Regions from separate parts of the Oryza sativa genome. Here region 1 is linked to region 2. Evidence: chromatin contacts called from public HiCAR-type data. All regions are on one chromosome and are shown on one strand. The core of a region is the stretch at or near the end of the contact, and the rest is flanking DNA. Distances in the headings are between cores, read along the strand shown.

Evidence for each region. HiCAR-type assays count read pairs that join an accessible place to other places.
Region 1: a HiCAR-type map of leaf shows a contact between it and region 2, with 2.5 times the contacts expected there. The contact joins the promoter of LOC4329483 here to the promoter of LOC4329476 in region 2. A contact is called at or near these places in 1 of 15 Hi-C or Micro-C datasets (leaf) and 1 of 4 datasets of contacts at active chromatin or transcription factors (leaf).

Annotation. Positions count from the first base shown.
Region 1 is chr2:19,301,168-19,304,698 of ASM3414082v1, forward strand. LOC4329483 (formin-like protein 7) reads right to left here and starts at 2,048. Exons shown (of 1, transcript XM_015771611.3): 1 at 535-2,048. The coding sequence starts at 1,969. The coding sequence ends at 938. LOC4329484 (probable magnesium transporter NIPA8) reads right to left here. Exons shown (of 13, transcript XM_066307590.1): 13 at 3,005-3,452. The coding sequence ends at 3,291.
Region 2 is chr2:19,062,546-19,065,972 of ASM3414082v1, forward strand. It overlaps LOC4329476 (GSH-induced LITAF domain protein), which reads right to left and starts at 2,091. Exons shown (of 3, transcript XM_015767434.3): 1 at 1,745-2,091. The coding sequence starts at 1,998.

The DNA of each region.
Region 1 (3,531 bases), core at 798-3,297, 240 kb after region 2:
GCCGCCTTATTGTGGATGCCAATCTTGACACGTATTCAATGGTCAAACATTCAATAAAAATCCTCCTAAATTTTTGTTGCATGAAGGTTAGCAATTCCATTTTTTATTTTTCCCGAGTGAAAACAGATTATAGTAGTGTTGGTTGATTTTATTGGATGAGCCCACGAGTCTAATTTAAAGAGATGAGAGAGAAATTAGTTTTTGTGATCGGTTAAAACTGATTTTGAGTATTAATAGGAGATAAGCTCCCGAGCCGTACCAATGATGCTCTAATCTCTCGGCCAAAACCCTAAACCCTAATAGATACCGATCTGTAATTGCACTGGAAGAGGTTAATAACGCTATCTCAATTACCGGCGCTCGATCTAGCGAGAAGAAGAGAAGCAAAGCCGAAGAAGGAGAAAAAGAAAAGAAGAAAAACAAGGAATCAATTTCAATGGCTTCTAGTGTAGGCCAGTAGATTAATTAATTTGTAATTCGAGTAAAGATGATTGTTTATATAGGCTAAAGTAATAAAGTAATAAGCTCCTGTAATTCATAGAACTCCAACGAGTAGCACAGTATATTTTCTCAAAAAATTACAAAATACAGTAGGAAGGGTATATTGAAGCAGCAAAGAAGAACTACAGGCCGCCCACATTCTCCGCCTATGCCCAAAACTTAAACTTAGGTCTGGTTTAGTTCCCAATTTTTTCTTCAAACTTTTAACTTTTTCATCACATTAAACTTTCCTACACACACAAACTTCCAACTTTTCCGTCACATTGTTTCAATTTCAATCAAACTTCTAATTTTAGCGTGAACACACACCTTTAAGCAAACAAACAAATTTAAAACACAAAAATAATTTAAAAAAACGAGGCAGAGGGCGCGCGGCACAAATGAAGAAACGATCGAACCCGCGCGCAGCAACGACGATGACGCACGTGCTATATATTCAACCGTGCAACCACCGGCCGTCCCACTCCGGCGCCGCCGCGTACCCGCATCCCCCGCCGTACATCGTCGCCGCCGTCGGCGGCGGCGGGTAGCAACTCACCGGAATATCAAGGTCTACCTTCGGGTACATCCCGCTTCTGTTGATGACCGGCTCCCTCACTGTCGGTGGCGGGTAGTACACGCCGCACGCCGGCGACGGCGGCGGCGGGAATACCGCGACGGGCTCCACCGGAGGAGTCGACGACGGCGGTGGCGGAGGAGGGTAGCACGTCGAGCCCTTGACAATGGCCGTAGTATGAGGCTTCGCCGGCGGGTAGAGTAGCATGGGGATGAGTTGCTCAGTCGGCGGCCAGTCTATTGCCGGGTACATCGTCGACGACGGCGGCGGCGGAGGGAGAGTGATCGCTCTGGATGCGGCTGAGCGAGGTGGAGTGATGGAGTATTCGTCGCACTCGCTGCCGCTGGTGGTGGTGGTGGTGGTGCTCCTCCGGTCGTCGTCGGCGTCGCTGCTGGGTGATGACGACGACGTGTCGGCGGCGGCGGCGGCGTGGACGGCGTAGGAGAAGGAGATGACGCCGTTGGGGTGCTTCCCGTCGGGCCCGGCGAGCTGGTACGACACGCGCCGCGTCGCGCCGTCCGCCACGAGCTCGGACACCGGCACGGCGGCGGTCGCGGACAGCACGTCCCCGAGCACGGCCACCTCCGACTTGAGCTCGAACCGCAAGAGAACCTCGTCCTTGTTGTCGCTCGACGTCGCCGGCGACGACGAGGAGGAGGAGGGGAGGTAGAGCCGCAGCGGCGCGTCCCACTCCGGGTTCCCGCCGCCGGCGCGGTCCGTGGCGGTCTTGACGCGGTGCGGGCGGCGGCGCCCGCACGACGAAGGCGACGGCGACGGGTGGTGCAGGTAGATGGAGGCGTAGAGGCAGGGCGTGTGGAAGGGGACGGACGACCTGACGCCCCTGCACGAGACCCACGTGATGTCGATGGCCGCCGGCTCCGGCCGCCGCCGCGGCCACCACCGATGATCCATCGATCAATCGCTTCCTCAGCTCCTCCAGTACAACGCGCGCGCACCCAACACGTACGTACGGAGCAGAAGAGGGGAGAACGAGAGGAGAAGATCCAGAACGAGTGAGGTTAAGAAGGGAGAACTCGACCGACCGAGCTGACTGCGAACGATGACGCGGTGGCCGCGCGAGGGAGGGAAGACGACCGGAAGGTGGACGTGTCTACGTGAAGCGATGTGGAGGTGGTGGTTGCTCGCGCGCTCGGCTCTTGACACGGTCAGCATTGAAACCAAAGCTAACCCGACCCAACCCAATCAGCGGGGAGCCACTGCAATTGGGGTTTGGTGCGCGTACGTGTCACGGGGGGATGTAAACCAAAAATTAAAATTTGAGCAAAATTCTGTGAATTTCAAGAGGCTGAGGAACTAGCGATGATCAGTGACAGGTAGCATTTGTGAACCCGGTGACTTTCCTCTCCCGCAGTGTGTGACTGTCAGAAAGTTATACGTGTGTTCCCTACCTCCAGGACCACGGATTCATGAGCCTGCAGGAAAAAAATGGCCATCGATCGATAGAGACAGTGCCGTTCCGCGCAGTATCGTGGAAAAAACTGCACAATGACACGGTCGTGCGATTAATCGTTTACTAGTACTCGAAGAAAAAAAAGATTTTTTTAATACCGTATAGACTATGGACTATACGTGGTGATATACCCATCGCCAACGATTAATTTGGCCAACTAATCGACACACATCGCCGTCTTTCCTCAGTGACTTTACAATTGGAGTAATTAGCTACTGTTCGTTTCTTCGGCGTCAGGAGAGCGGTAGCTGTACCAGTCATTAATAATAGCATATAGGTTTGCATTGACAGGTCAGACAAGTTATATAACTATACGCTCGCTTCATGCCAGCAAATTTCTGCCTTGAAAGGCTACGTCTTTCGCTGTCATTACTGAAGCTTTTCCACGAGATGACATGAAGATATCTCCACAAAAAGAGGCTGCATATAATTTGGGAAGGATGCAGGATTAAAAAAAAAAACAGGGTGAAAGTTGCTTGGGACACCAATGGGAAGAGTGAATTGAATCATTGAAGTTTGTTCTAACATGTGTGGCGTGTTTATACAAGTATTGTAGGCACCTGTTTCGAAGAAATACAACAACCTGGGTATGGACAGTGTTTCAAGGGAAGTTTTATCGAACTATACACTCATGTTACAGCTAAGCTATAGGGGTGGAATAAACAGTTGCCTTCCGGAAGCAACAAAAATTTACTGGCATCCGCTTGGCAACATCCAAGTAAGACATTTGGCTTGTATACCTGTAATTCAAATCATCGTCAACTATAGATTGTCCCAATCGGTCGACCGCAAAGGAATGTACTTTGATCGGTCGGTTGCGATTCCTCTGAACCCTGTTGTTCGTGAGGAGACCATCGGCATCGCAAGCACCGATGAAGCGCTGATGGTCTCCTCCCCAAGGCCAAGTGACATGGAGCAAGCCGACTGCAAGGAAGATCACATGAGATGAGAGTCAAATACAGGTACAAAATTTTGAATCAGTTCTATCAAGAAAAACAAATCA
Region 2 (3,427 bases), core at 841-3,340:
GTGACAAGTTAGTGGAAGTAGATGGCTACCATGTTACAATTCACAAACATCCATATATATAGATCTAATCTAAAGTAGTGAAAGAATTATTCTTTCTCGAGTGGAGGATTTGCCACATCATCAAAAGACTAATGGCCGTCAGATACAGCTTTGAAACAAAATTTACCGTTGGATATAGAGACCAACAAAGAATCAAAAGGTCAAAATAAAGAAGGGGTTGTCTGGAGGCTTCAAGAGGCTTCCAGGAGAAAAGGAGAGGGAAGAGTTCCACCAGCGATGGAAACAAAGCAATTTGTTGGTGGCTCTGAGTAATCGATGGCCCAAACAGAATAATGGGCTTAATTGAACCATTATAAATTCCTTCCTAATAGCAGCCGGAAAGCAGAAATTCCATCCTCTTTTCTTCATGTGACTGGAGCTTAAACAGACTGATGATTATCCATTATACCATGAAACCCAACTTTAAAAGAAAAATCAAAATAAACTTTTCTACTAATAAAATATGAATTCTATTAAAATGAATCTTCTTCTTTCAAACTGAAAGACATTTATACACTTGATAAGTTAAACATTTATTCAATTTAAGATGAAAAAATAAAATGAAATAAAATCCATAGTAGTTCTTTATCAAGTTCTTCATATAAAAATTGAAATTCCGCACATATATCCAATAGACATTACTCATAGAACTTTTACATACTTGTCAATGTGGGCATCAAAGTCACGCAACGTGCGACAAAGTGGCTAGTATATATGACTGCCAATTTCTGTTATTGTGTTTTATTACGATGGTCATGTTATATATTAGCTAAACTAGGTGTTACATGTCCTAAGTGCATGATTAACTCTAGCGCTCGAGACTCTTCATTAGAAGAAGAAAGCTAAATATGTTCGTGTAACTTTTAGCTTCCAGTACAAGCTCTGACATGTTATTTCAACTGACCTAGAAGGGTTCAGAACACAAGGAACTCTTCAAAGTGTTTTCTACCAGATGGAAGAATGCCTTTCTTCTACTCTCTCCGTCCCTAAATATAAGGGATTTTAGTTGGGTGTGACACATCTTAGTACAACGAATCTAGTCAAGCTCTTGTCCAGATTTATTGTACTAGGATGTGTCACATCCAACCAAAATCCCTTATATTTAGGGGCGGAGGGAGTAGTATTTGTAAGTTCATGTTTTCAGATAATGGAATCTTTTATTGAACTCATCCAATTACATCAAGATGATACAAAAGCACTGGTAAGGATTATGTTGTCCAAGCAGACTTAGGCCCTTGATTTGCATCTGTTGTAAACCTTAAAATGGGAGAGTAATTACAAGTTTGTAACTGATATACTATGAACCTATTATATTCTCTTCCTCATATCATCAGATTCATAATTTAACAATAACTCAAATTCTCACCTCCCCTATAGAAACTCAACTTAACAGAAAGCCAATCGTGAATGCGACTTGGATAAGAGCAAACGAATAACAAGAAACAGATGACATGAAAAACATGGGGAACTCCACCAGGGCTTGAGCTTCTCTGGTTTCGACAACCTAGAAAGTATCGATTTCTTCTTCTCCCTTTTCACGGTGCAGATTAGACTACCGAACAATCTAGTACTCGTTGCAGATCAATACACCGAATGCTGGCAATCTCGACCTATCAACCGCTCGAATTCCACATCTATCCCTTCGAATCGCAGGTAAAGGCCACAATAAAAAGACTGCAGGGGGGCGAGTACGGCGGGTTCTCACCGGAGGGAGGAGACGGCCGCGGCGCCGCAGGCCTGGCAGTGGAATGGCGCGGGGGTGTCGCGGAACATGGTCTGCTGCAGGGGCACCCCCTTGGGCGCGCCGGCGTAGATCGCGTTCGGCGGGGGCATCCCCGCCGCGTAGGGGTCCGGCGCGTAGTAGTAACCGCCCTGGGCCCCCGCCGCCGCCGGATGGTACGGGATGCCGATCGCCGGCTCGTCGCCGGCCGGCGCGGGGAACGCCGCCTTGGCCGCCATGGTGGTGGTGGTCGTCGTCGGTGACGGCGGTTGGGTTGGGTTGGGTTGGTTTGAATCTTGACTTGTCTCGCCGCGGCTGTCAGGTTGTGGGCTGGAAGCCTGGAAACGGAGAAGATATTTATATGTGTATGCGTTTGTACAAGGTCTGAAAAAAAAATATTTTCGTTGGAAAATTTTATAGGATTTTATGTGTAATCGTTCGTAATACTCCATAAAACTCTTCTAGAAAATGTAGTTAGTCAAAAACGTAACAAAGCAAATGTTGAAGATAGGAGAAATTACGAGACCTTGTTTATTACCGGCGCATTCCACACAATCGGGCTTTTTTTTTCTAAAAATGCTCGAAATTACTTTAATCCGGGCGACTGGCGCAGGGGAGCCCGATCTGGCGCTCCCCCGCGTGCCCCTCCCCCCTCCACATGCGTGAATGCAGGCCCTAGGTCCCACCGCATCCTCTACTTTCACCTGCCATTGAAAAAAATCCTTTGGATACCTCCTATTAAGGGAATTTGTTTTATTTTTTCCACCAAAAATATTTCATCTAGTGTATTCACAATATTTCACTATGTATAGTTCTAATGTTACAAACTGAAATACTCCATTGCAACCAAAAAAACCCACATATTTTGGAAACCCCCTATTAAGGGATTTCATTTTATTTTTTATTCCACCGAAAAATATTTCACCTAGTGTACTTATAATATTTCACTATGTATGGATCAAATATTATAGTGAACTGAAATATTCTTTCGCTATTTGCTGAAACATTGTTTTTATATAAGGTGAAACAACACCAGATTTAAACGGGTGAAACATTTTCGATCTACTTAGTGAAACAATTCCGATATACCTGGTGAAACATCGTGCAACATTTAAAAAAAATCAATAATAAGCTATTTTTTTTCATCGGAATATATCCATATGTGGCCTTGTTTTGAAGATTTAATTGCAACGAATTTAATGGTGCAATCGGATCATGATTTAGATAAATAATTTAAGAGAAAAATCAGTTTAAAATAGTTTTGCACGTAAAACAGGTGCTAACGTCAGCGTCCGATTTTTCGAAGATTTGGATCGGGCGACCAATCCCTAGTCACCTCCAGAAATGCTACACATCACACGTATAATTTTAGAAGAGAAATCATATGAATTTCTAGCCTTCAATTCGCTTAAGCCATGTCGAGACGGCCACCTTGGCATGGCCAAGAGTCGACCGGCCTGGCCTATTTCACGACAGTCATTCTAATCGACTTTAGATGAAATTCAATGTTTGTAATGTTCATCAAAGATGATATAAGGCCATTTCCAACCCAATAACTAGGATAGTGTCCATAACATTAAATAAACTGCTACCTAAAATGAAAAATGATGTGGCAAATAAATAAATGAGAAAAGATAATGAAACCATGTCTCGCATGAGATATGGTTT